3 separate regions of the Mus musculus genome follow, and regions 2 and 3 are each linked to region 1. A link is a contact called in public HiChIP or PLAC-seq data. All regions are on one chromosome and are shown on one strand. Each heading gives the region's core, a stretch centred on a gene start, on an enhancer-like site or on the middle of the called end of the contact. The rest is flanking DNA. Distances are from core to core; before and after follow the strand shown.

Region 1 (3,015 bases), core at 159-2,658:
ATTTGTAAAATATAACACAGAACAAAACTAAGTGTTGCAAATGGACACATGAGAAGTTTTCATGATGCAGATGTGGAAGTGGGGTAATGGAAAGCCCATATACATTCTTTGTAACATGTTAGCATTTTGATAGCCCATGGAATCTTATGCCCCAATGTGCACAGGCTCCATATATATGCAAATACTCACATTAACAGTGCCTTCTTAAGGGATTCTCTGTTGCCCATTGCTCAATCAATTGAGGCTCTGTCATTTGTGAGAAACCAAGGCCCATGACACTAACAATCCCAATTTTAATTTTTCATTCATTAAAATAAATAATAATTTATATATTTAATAATTCATTCTTAAAATTATTCCTTTCATGTCCAAGAGTGTTGAACCAAGGCTGAGTGCAGTATTGTGTCTTTCTGAACTGATCAGGTGCAAACAATGAAATAATGTGTCAGGTAAAACTTATGAGCTGAGTTCTCTATGAGCTGACTCTCTTTCATTGCTTCTGGACAGCAAAATTGTTCTTTAGATCTCAGGCCATTTATGTATGAAAAATTTCAAGATACTATGAGTAAATACCTGTATGATTATACAGTGATTACTGCTTCTATCTTTCGACTAGAACTTAGTGGGGGGAAATGAAGTTGTATATATAAAAATTGTAGTGGCTTTCATACAAATACTACCTGGATTGTATTGAGTACTTCATATATACATCCTATAATTTATACCACTTTTAGATTTAAAAAGATCACCTTTTTGTGATAAATGCTTGAATATTGTCACACAGTTCTTGAAAGCAGATGACTCAACTCCATAACCTTTAGTTTATAGGCATACATACACAAAGAGTGTGCAGAGGAATTCCGCAGTTACATGGAGGTTGAACAAAATTAGGGTTAGTTCTATTTGATTTCCCACAGCTCAAACACCTATCAAAGTAAACCTCTAGCTAGGTTTTATTGACTAATCTCTGAAACTTTTCATAAATTTAGTAGGGCCACTCCCTCTATCAAGAGTATTGGAAGCCTCAATGCTACTTAGATAGGAGCGCTTTTGGTGGCAGTATAGAGCAGTGCTGCGTAAGAGGAGGGGTTATCTAAAATGTCATCATATATTGTTCTCAGAACCTAACGCTTACAGCGGAAATTTCTCAACATTAAATGTCATCATTTTGCCACACTCAGGAAGTTGCAAAACACGTAGCTATAACCTCAGTGCAATGGAACATGACTGAAACCTAATAGTCAGCTACTGAGCACTCTTTTTAGTTTTCTTTCCGTCGATCTCTCTTAGCAATCTGATTAAAAAAAATAAAAAGTCACTAATAACACACTTTAGTTAAAGATACTGTTCAGGTTCATACATATCAGTTATAGAGTTGATGGAAAACCAGAACCGAAATGGTCTGAATTTTGTATTTATCAAAAAACAAACAAAGTAAAAAACCTGAACTTGATCTGATGGGGCAGGCCTGTAATTCTAGTAACTCAGGAGGCAGGGGCAGGGGGATCACAAAGAATAAGGCCATTCTGAACCTTATGTAGACAGACAGACAGACAAGAAGAGACAGAAACAGTGAGAGAAAGACACACACACACACACACACACAGAGAGAGAGAGAGAGAGAGAGAGAGAGAGAGAGAGACAGAGAGAGACAGAGAGAGAGACATCGAGAGATAGAGAGGCAGAGAGGCAGAGAGAGACAGAGGGGCAGGAGTGATACAGTTCTTGCCGTATATATACATGCTGTAGGATTTAGCCCCAAGGACTGAATATTGCTGTTATATTAGAACATTTTATTTATTTAATGGGAATAAATTTTCTCTAGCCTTCTCTACTGTCAGAGCTAAATTTGCTAATATCAGAAACCTCTGGGATAAGTTAATCGCTGCATACTAGAGAGGGTTTACAGCTGTATAAAGCTACCTGGGAACTACTAGCTCAAACAGCTAGATTCTGCTGTCTTCCTGATGCACATTCTTTGGTCCAAAAGACCTTTATTGAACCAGTTTAAGTAATGAATGTGATTGGGCAACTTGCCAGGTTTGAACCTTCAGAACCAATAAGAATATCCTGTAAATATTAACTTCATGGCTTTCTGACTCTTCTCATCTGCTCTTAAAGAGCCCAGACTTTCTTCTAGAAAAGGCAGCAGGACATAGAGTTTTGCATAAGGTCTTTCTTGCTTTTCTGCGTTGCTCCAGTCAGTGCTCTGTGTATGGGCAGTGGGTGAGAACCTGATCTCTTTCTTCTGATTTGACCTCTTTGGCACTGATCACACTGATGCCAGACTCACTCCTGTAGGTGTGTCCTCATCAGCTCTTTCTCCTGGCTACTTAACACTTCTTCAGTTTTGTTTGTTTATTTTGTTTTTGTTTTGTTTTGTTTTGTTTTTAACTTTTCTCTTTTCTCCCTTTTGTAAGAACTCAGACTTTCTTTGCTTGTATCTCCCCAAAGCCTCTTTAGAATATCCCTAAATCCTCAACTGGCATGAAACTTTCATTTTCAAGGGATAGAAATTGGGAAAAAGTTTTACTCATTAGGAATAGACTGGCATTGTTTTGTTATTCTGTAGTTACTTTCCAATCTAGAATTTCCTCGCCTTGCCATAAAAAAGTTACGTTCTTTTAAACAACATGAGAGAGTAGGGGTAGGGCAGTTTAAAAATTAATGACATTAGTGCCTGTGCTGTGTCCAAGAACAGTTTCTAGACTAGTCTGCTAACAGTGGTCACCACAGTCAGGAAAACACCGGGTTTGCTGGGAAGGAAAGAGATGCACATGCAACACACTTGATGTGGGGATGTTGGTGAGATTAGGTGTGTTAAAGATGCCGGAGACTAAAACTATTGGGTTGTTCTCAGCATTCAGAATATTTTACCTTGCCTGAGTTTTATTACCTGTTATTTATTTCATTTTTAAAGATGTGTGTGTATGTATGTATGTATGTATGTGTCTGTGTGTGTGTGTGTCTGTTTGTGTGTGTGTGTCTGTGTGTGTGTGTCTGTATGTGGGAGGA
Region 2 (3,306 bases), core at 767-3,266, 130 kb after region 1:
ACTGCATCTTGACATTTAACAATTTGGGGGGGGGGAATGTGTACAGAAAACCATATATTTAAAAATATTACAAGGACTGAAGTGGCAAAGTTCAAAGAATTGGCAAATCAGGATCTGCAACAGAAAAGTGGAAGTAAATACATAAAAAGGCATGAACCAAAAACTGTACTTATTTGGACCCTGATTGACATAAGCCAACTCTAAAACACAACGTGAGCCAACAATGGCTCTTTAACCTTTGCTCTACATGTAGGGATGTTCTAGAACTTTTTCTTGTTTGTGTTTAGTGAAGTAGAGGTATTGTGATTACATATTTAAATAATAGTTCTTATTTTATAACTACATATTGAAGCATAAAATCATATGCATGAGTTCTGCTTTATAAAAACACCCAGTGGGGATAGGAATCAGAGGCTAAACTGAGTAAAGAGAAAACAATATTGATGCTTGTTCAGGCTTGACAGCATGAACTCATCTTTACTGTTTCTGCTGTGATAAAGGATAGCAATATGATGATTGAAGCAAGGAGTTTGACTTGTATGTGTGGATAAATACACACATCCTGTGCACACAACCAACTTGGTTGCAGCTTTTTCTCACTGTTGATAGCCCTTAAAGCCAAGTTTAGCCTTTTCTATAAACCTCGGGGTTAAAGCAAAACTAATTACAAAAGTTTCTTTTAATGTGTCAATGCAACCATGGCACAAGGCTTATGTTCAAACAGCCAATATCTGACTTGAGTTAAAGCCCACTCCACAATAGGGAATCCTTATGCTACACTGCTCAGGTGACAAAGAGCTTGAGAGTAGACAGGCCAGGGGTCTAGAGGGAAACCAAATGCCACTGTTCCATTGCAATAAGATGGCTCCTAACGAATTCTGCTGACTCAAAGATCAATCGAAGCAACCCTGGGGAAGAGGAAGCAGAGAGTATAAGAACCAGAGGGGATGGAGGACACTGAGGAAAGAAGAAGCTCTGAGGATCCCAGCACACATGAACTCGCAGACTGATGCAGCATCAGCATCCACCAAGCCGGCATAGTCTGGACAAGATGGGATCCTATAGCCAAAAGGAGAAATGGGCACATAAGGCCTTCATAACACAAAAGCTACCCCCAATTCGTAACCACTTGCAAATAAAAATTTAATCTTCTCTAAACTGTCTCTCTGGGAAACAGACTATTCTCAAGGGTAGGCCACAATCACAGCAGCAGATGGCCAATAGCAAATGAACTTATTTTATCTTTTTTTATCTTATATGTGTGTGTGTGTGTGTGTGTGTGTGTGTGTATGTCTGTGTGTGTGTTTGTGTATATGAATATATGTGTATCTCTGTATCTGTATATTTGTATGTCTATGTGTTTGTGTATATGTGTGTGAATATGTGTGTGAATGTATATGTGTGTGTCTGTGAGTTTGTGTATATGTATGTATGTCTATATGTGTATTTGTGACCATATGTCTGTATGTGTTTCTCTGTGAGTATGTTTCTGTGATTGTATGTGTGCTTCTGTGTGTGCCTGTGTGTTTGTGTGTATGCCTATGTGTGTGTGTATGTGTGTTACTCTGTGTGTGCCTGTGTGTTTGTGTATGTATCTGTATGTCTGTGTATGTGTTTGTCCGTGTGTGTTTGTGTGTGTGTGTGTGTGTGTGTGTGTGTGTGTGTGTACCTTTTTATGCATATGCAAAGTCCAAAGGACAACTTCAAGTCCTTCCTAGTAACTTGTTTAGGAAAGGGTATCTGTTACATACCTCTGTGTATGCCAGGGTAGCTGACTGCCATCATTTGAATGAGATGTACCCCATAACTCTTAGGCATTTGGATTCTTGGCCTCCAGTTGGTGGCCATTAGGAAGGACTCAGAAATGTGTATTTGCTGAAGGAAGTATGTCACTAAAGACAAGCTTGTGGTTTTAAGTGACTCATGTCATTTTATGTCTTCTTTCTTTGCTTCCTGGTTGTGGTTTTTCATGTGAGCTAAACTACTGCTCCAGCCGACATACCTGATGTATGTTCACATGCTTTCCTGTCACAATGCCATGATTCTTATCTCTCTGGAACCATGCACCAAATAATCTCCTCCTTTTATAAGTGGCCTTGGTCATGAAAAGAAAAACCTGAGGCAGAAATTGGAACATGGGAGTCAGGTATTACAGAGACAGACCTGACCATGTGGATTTTTCCACAATTATGGAAGATTTGGATACTTTGAACTAGAAAAGTAGTTGAACACTCTAAAGAGAACTCAGTGGGACATTCTAATAGGACCTAGAAAGTCAGGAGTGCTGAGGGCTTTGCATACTATAAAGACCAAGCACATGATGTCTTAGGGGGACCAATATTAGCAACTGGACTGGAGACCATTCTTGTGATGTTTGGGCAAACATGTGGCTACTTTTTGTCCTTCCCCTAAGAACTTGCCTGAGCTTAAATTTTAAAGTTGTGGAATAATTTCTTTGGTGGAGGAGATTTCAAGGCAGCCTAGTACTGATTCTGTCACATGGTTATTTGACGACACCTTTGGGCAGATCTACAGTGAGAAACAGGCAAATGGGGCAGAAATAAATACAAGATAAGAGTCTTGAGAAAAGAAGGACACTGGAAAGTTTAATGTTCAAGCCAAGGCTTGTGCTGGAAGAGAGGCTGTAGCTGTTAAGGAAATGTGTACCATTATGGAGGGGTCGAAATGCATTTGGAACAAAGGCAATGGCCCAACTCCATCCAGCTAAGACCCCACCCAGCTGTTCTTCCAGCTTGTGACAGGAAAAGACTTTAAAGAAGTTTCTGCTCCTACAAAGCAACAAGAAACACAAGCTGCTGCCCATGTGATTCAAGGGGAGGTGGGCTCACCCCAAGTTGGCAGTCAAACAAGGCAATGTTGTCCACATAGCTCTGGCTTTAGAATCATAAAGAACACAGAAGAAAATGGGTCATGGCATCTTCCTCTACTGTTATGGAGAGCTGCTAAAGCTAGGTTTGTATCAGAGGGGTCTTGGGATGAGGCCTTTGGGTAAAGCTGTATAAAGGAATCCTGGGTTACATTAAAGACCACGAGATGTTGGACTTGCCAAGGCCATGCGAAATATGCCAAAGAGTACTGCACACAGGGAGTAGAACCATCCCAAGAGAAAGAACGAAGTTGCAGGCAGCATAAAAGAAAGAACAGAGCCATCTAAGCCCTTACACATTAGACACAGGGCTTGAGTTTCCTGATGGCTTTTAGTCTTTCATTGATCTACTCTATTCTCACTATGAGCTAGTCCCCATTCTTCCCTTCTGGGACTGCAATGTATGTTCCATTCTAATA
Region 3 (2,993 bases), core at 239-2,738, 250 kb after region 1:
CAAGGCACCCTCTGCAAGCCATCAGCCATAATTTGAAAGACAGAAAAGAAGGGAACAGATAAACGAGGGAAAAGAGAACAAGTTTCTAGCAAAGAAAGATGAAACTGGAATGAGTTGGTGCATGCATGACAGGCAATGGGAGGAACACAAAATGCACAAAACCATTTGGAGGAAGAGACAGCCACAAGTAGATTTATGGAAGGAAGAATGAAATAGGTAGTGGCAAAGAGGAGAAGGGAAGGGAAGAGAGGAAAAAACAAATACGAACATCTACAACATCTAAACACTTTCATGACTATTTGGATATATAAGTCGTTTCTTTCTTTAAATGATGCTGTCAAGAGAACCGACTGTCCCCCACCCTGAAGCTCACCATTGTCAGTTCATCAGCTGTGGGTCAGATGAGGTAAGGGACGAAAGGGAGAGTAGAGTTGAGCAAAACTACATTATATATAATGGACGAAATCCTCACACAACAGAAACTACACATGCTTGCCTTTAAAAAGTGAACCACTGTTTTCTCTGTATAGTAGAGATAGTTCTTCTGGGGGAAAAACAATTCTGTGACTTGGATGACGGACTGTCAGAGGCTTGTGTGTTAAGGTCCCCTGAGTGGTGCTACCAGGAGCTGCTCAGATTTTTGAGAGGTGGAACTTTAGGTAATTGGTCATTAGAGACATAGCCTTGAATAGAATTCTATCTCCCAAACATCTCCTGTTTTCTCCTTTCTCTTCCTGACCACCACGTGAGTGATTTCCCTTTCCTAACACCGCTATGTACCTTGGTCACAGACCCAAAACAGTAAGGCCAAGCAATCAGGTAATATCTGTAACTATAAAGCAAACTAAACCTTTGTTCTTTGAAAGTTTATCATCTCATAGGTTTGTTATAGTAAACTGAAAGCTGACTAACATAGATGTCAAAAATCTGATAGCATATCTTTTGGGGAAGATTAGACACATGTTTCTAAAATTTTTATCTCTACCATCTCTAATGAACTATGTCCCATTTTCCTAGTAGGTCTTCACTATCACCAAGTCCCCACTGGCTTTTTCTGGAATAGAGATGGTTTAGAGCAGACATTAAAGGTGTCTGGGATAAAAACCTTTCGAATGATGCAGCCTGATTGCACGTTTGAGTAAAGAACTTTGCTCATATCAACTGAGAGTATCTACCCAGACATCAGAAAGCAAAATGCAAGTGTTTTGTTCAGAAGGAGTAAATTCCTAAATGTCAGTGCTTATATCGACCCACATCCATGTTTGTGACAGTCTTCATTTCTTGATGACATGAATCATCTCAATAATAACTAGTCGAAAATAAAAAACATTTCAAAATAACATCTAATACACGTAGTACAGAGTAAGATCATCAAATAGAAAGTCCAACCCCTTGTTGTCGGGCAAAACACCGATGTCATGATGATATCCTGAGTGATCATCCTTATGCACAATTTAGGTTTCATTTAAGCTGTCCAGAGCTGAGGGAAAGCCGAGGACAGTCACACTGAAACCAGCAAGCGTGATTTCCCCGTTACTGTGTCAGACCTTCTCCAGCACTTGGAAGGAATGCTTTGGCTTCTCTCTCCTCCATCTGGGAGACAATGCAAAATAAAATGTGCCTCCAACATTCCTGCTTTTTAGATGCGCAACTAGGAACCAAGGACTTAGTTGCTTTGATTGGCACAGCAATACAACCAGCATAGATCATACGCTTAGGGGCTCACAGAGAAGAAGAGGAAGTGGCAGGATTCTTGCACTGTCCACTACCATGTGGCTGTCAGGAGATGGTGCACATGCTGTCTTCACATGGACAGAGAAGGTTAGAAGGTCTTCGGAGTCCTGGTTCTTCAGAGAGCTGCTTGGATGGCTGTGCTAATTACAATTGTTGTGGTCAATGTGTTGACATGAAGACATCCACAGGAGGAAGGATCCATTGCTCCTCATGGTGAAGAAGGCGTGGCCAGGAGATCATGAGACATCTGGCCACACTGTATTGAACATAGTCAGGAAGCAAATGCTGAATTCAAATTCTGAGACTCTGGGTACGTATTAGCCTTGTACAATCAAAAGCAGAATTACACAACTCCACTACCACACAGAGTAAGTAAGGGTGGAGAAAGGAACTGTTGGAGCAAAGCAACAATTTGAACTTCTAGCTATGGCCTCCGAGGCTCCTAGTGGTCTCACAGAGTACAATGCTCCTAGCAGCTTCACCCCCAGGCTCTCACCTGTAGCATGATCTCTCTCTTCGGCTGGCTACAACCAGCAGCTGTCTTTGAAGAACAGCTTATATCTGGGTGGTTCCAGTATCCTGAGTTCACTATTACATCCTAGGCTTCACCTCACAGTGTCATTTCTGTTCCTCTCAGTAGCTCCAAGGTGAGGACAAGGACCTGATGCACACAGTCTGACCTAAATAACGTACGCAAACCACGGTGTGAGTCTTCATGACCCGCCGAGTTCTTATCACTTGCATATCTACAAAATGGTCAAAATTGGGCTGATGCTACTTTCTGCTGTCAGCTCAAGGTATGCTCTGGCCTCCTTCACACCTGCAGCATACTCTGGATACTGCCTGGCTAAACCTGGGAATACACTCCCTAAGACCACACTGGTAGAGCTAGGTGCCCCAAAGACTCTACATCTAGGTACTTTGTCTGCTTTTAAATGTTTGAAAACATTTCTGTTGTTACACCATGGGATTCTCAGTGAGTGGGGTCTTGCCCTTAAGACCTTTTTTCTAATAGTCAAGGTACTGGGTGTAAAATTTCGCTTGTGTCTCTAATCTTTTTGCCAGTCACCTCCTCTGTTTATGCTTTCCTTGTTAGTTTTTCCTTGTTAGTAACCAAATCTGAGTTCTTGTCCTCACCAAATGCATATTTTCAGATCTTTCTACTCCACTCTCTCAGCAGGAATCTGACCAAGAGGAGTAAGCCTCTGGGTGGGGGGTGGGAGGGGCTGGGGAGGTGAAGGAAATGCTCTCTGCCAGAC

What was found. HiChIP or PLAC-seq counts read pairs in DNA pulled down with a chosen protein or histone mark.
Region 2: a contact with region 1 is called in an H3K4me3 HiChIP or PLAC-seq map of bone marrow-derived macrophages, with 4 times the contacts expected there. The contact joins two enhancer-like sites. A contact is called at or near these places in 1 of 15 datasets of contacts at CTCF or cohesin (CD8 T cells), 1 of 484 Hi-C or Micro-C datasets (group 2 innate lymphoid cells), 1 of 115 datasets of contacts at active chromatin or transcription factors (bone marrow-derived macrophages) and 1 of 9 other capture datasets (bone marrow-derived macrophages).
Region 3: a contact with region 1 is called in an H3K4me3 HiChIP or PLAC-seq map of bone marrow-derived macrophages, with 4 times the contacts expected there. The contact joins two enhancer-like sites. A contact is called at or near these places in 1 of 484 Hi-C or Micro-C datasets (bone marrow-derived macrophages) and 3 of 115 datasets of contacts at active chromatin or transcription factors (acute myeloid leukemia, bone marrow-derived dendritic cells and bone marrow-derived macrophages).

Annotation. Positions count from the first base shown.
Region 1 is chr16:75,854,488-75,857,502 of GRCm38.p6, forward strand. No RefSeq gene overlaps it. Among named protein-coding and RNA genes, the nearest start is that of Samsn1, 53 kb to the right of the region's middle. Within about 2 kb of position 1,409, at least 95 of the 459 cell types and tissues checked have an H3K27ac peak or open chromatin away from gene starts, as enhancers often do. A contact at or near this core is called in CD8 T cells, bone marrow-derived macrophages and group 2 innate lymphoid cells, where this site is marked.
Region 2 is chr16:75,982,070-75,985,375 of GRCm38.p6, forward strand. No RefSeq gene overlaps it. Among named protein-coding and RNA genes, the nearest start is that of Gm15555, 17 kb to the right of the region's middle. Within about 2 kb of position 2,017, at least 46 of the 459 cell types and tissues checked have an H3K27ac peak or open chromatin away from gene starts, as enhancers often do. A contact at or near this core is called in CD8 T cells, bone marrow-derived macrophages and group 2 innate lymphoid cells, where this site is marked.
Region 3 is chr16:76,108,828-76,111,820 of GRCm38.p6, forward strand. No RefSeq gene overlaps it. Among named protein-coding and RNA genes, the nearest start is that of 4930578N18Rik, 12 kb to the right of the region's middle. Within about 2 kb of position 1,489, at least 16 of the 459 cell types and tissues checked have an H3K27ac peak or open chromatin away from gene starts, as enhancers often do. A contact at or near this core is called in bone marrow-derived macrophages, where this site is marked.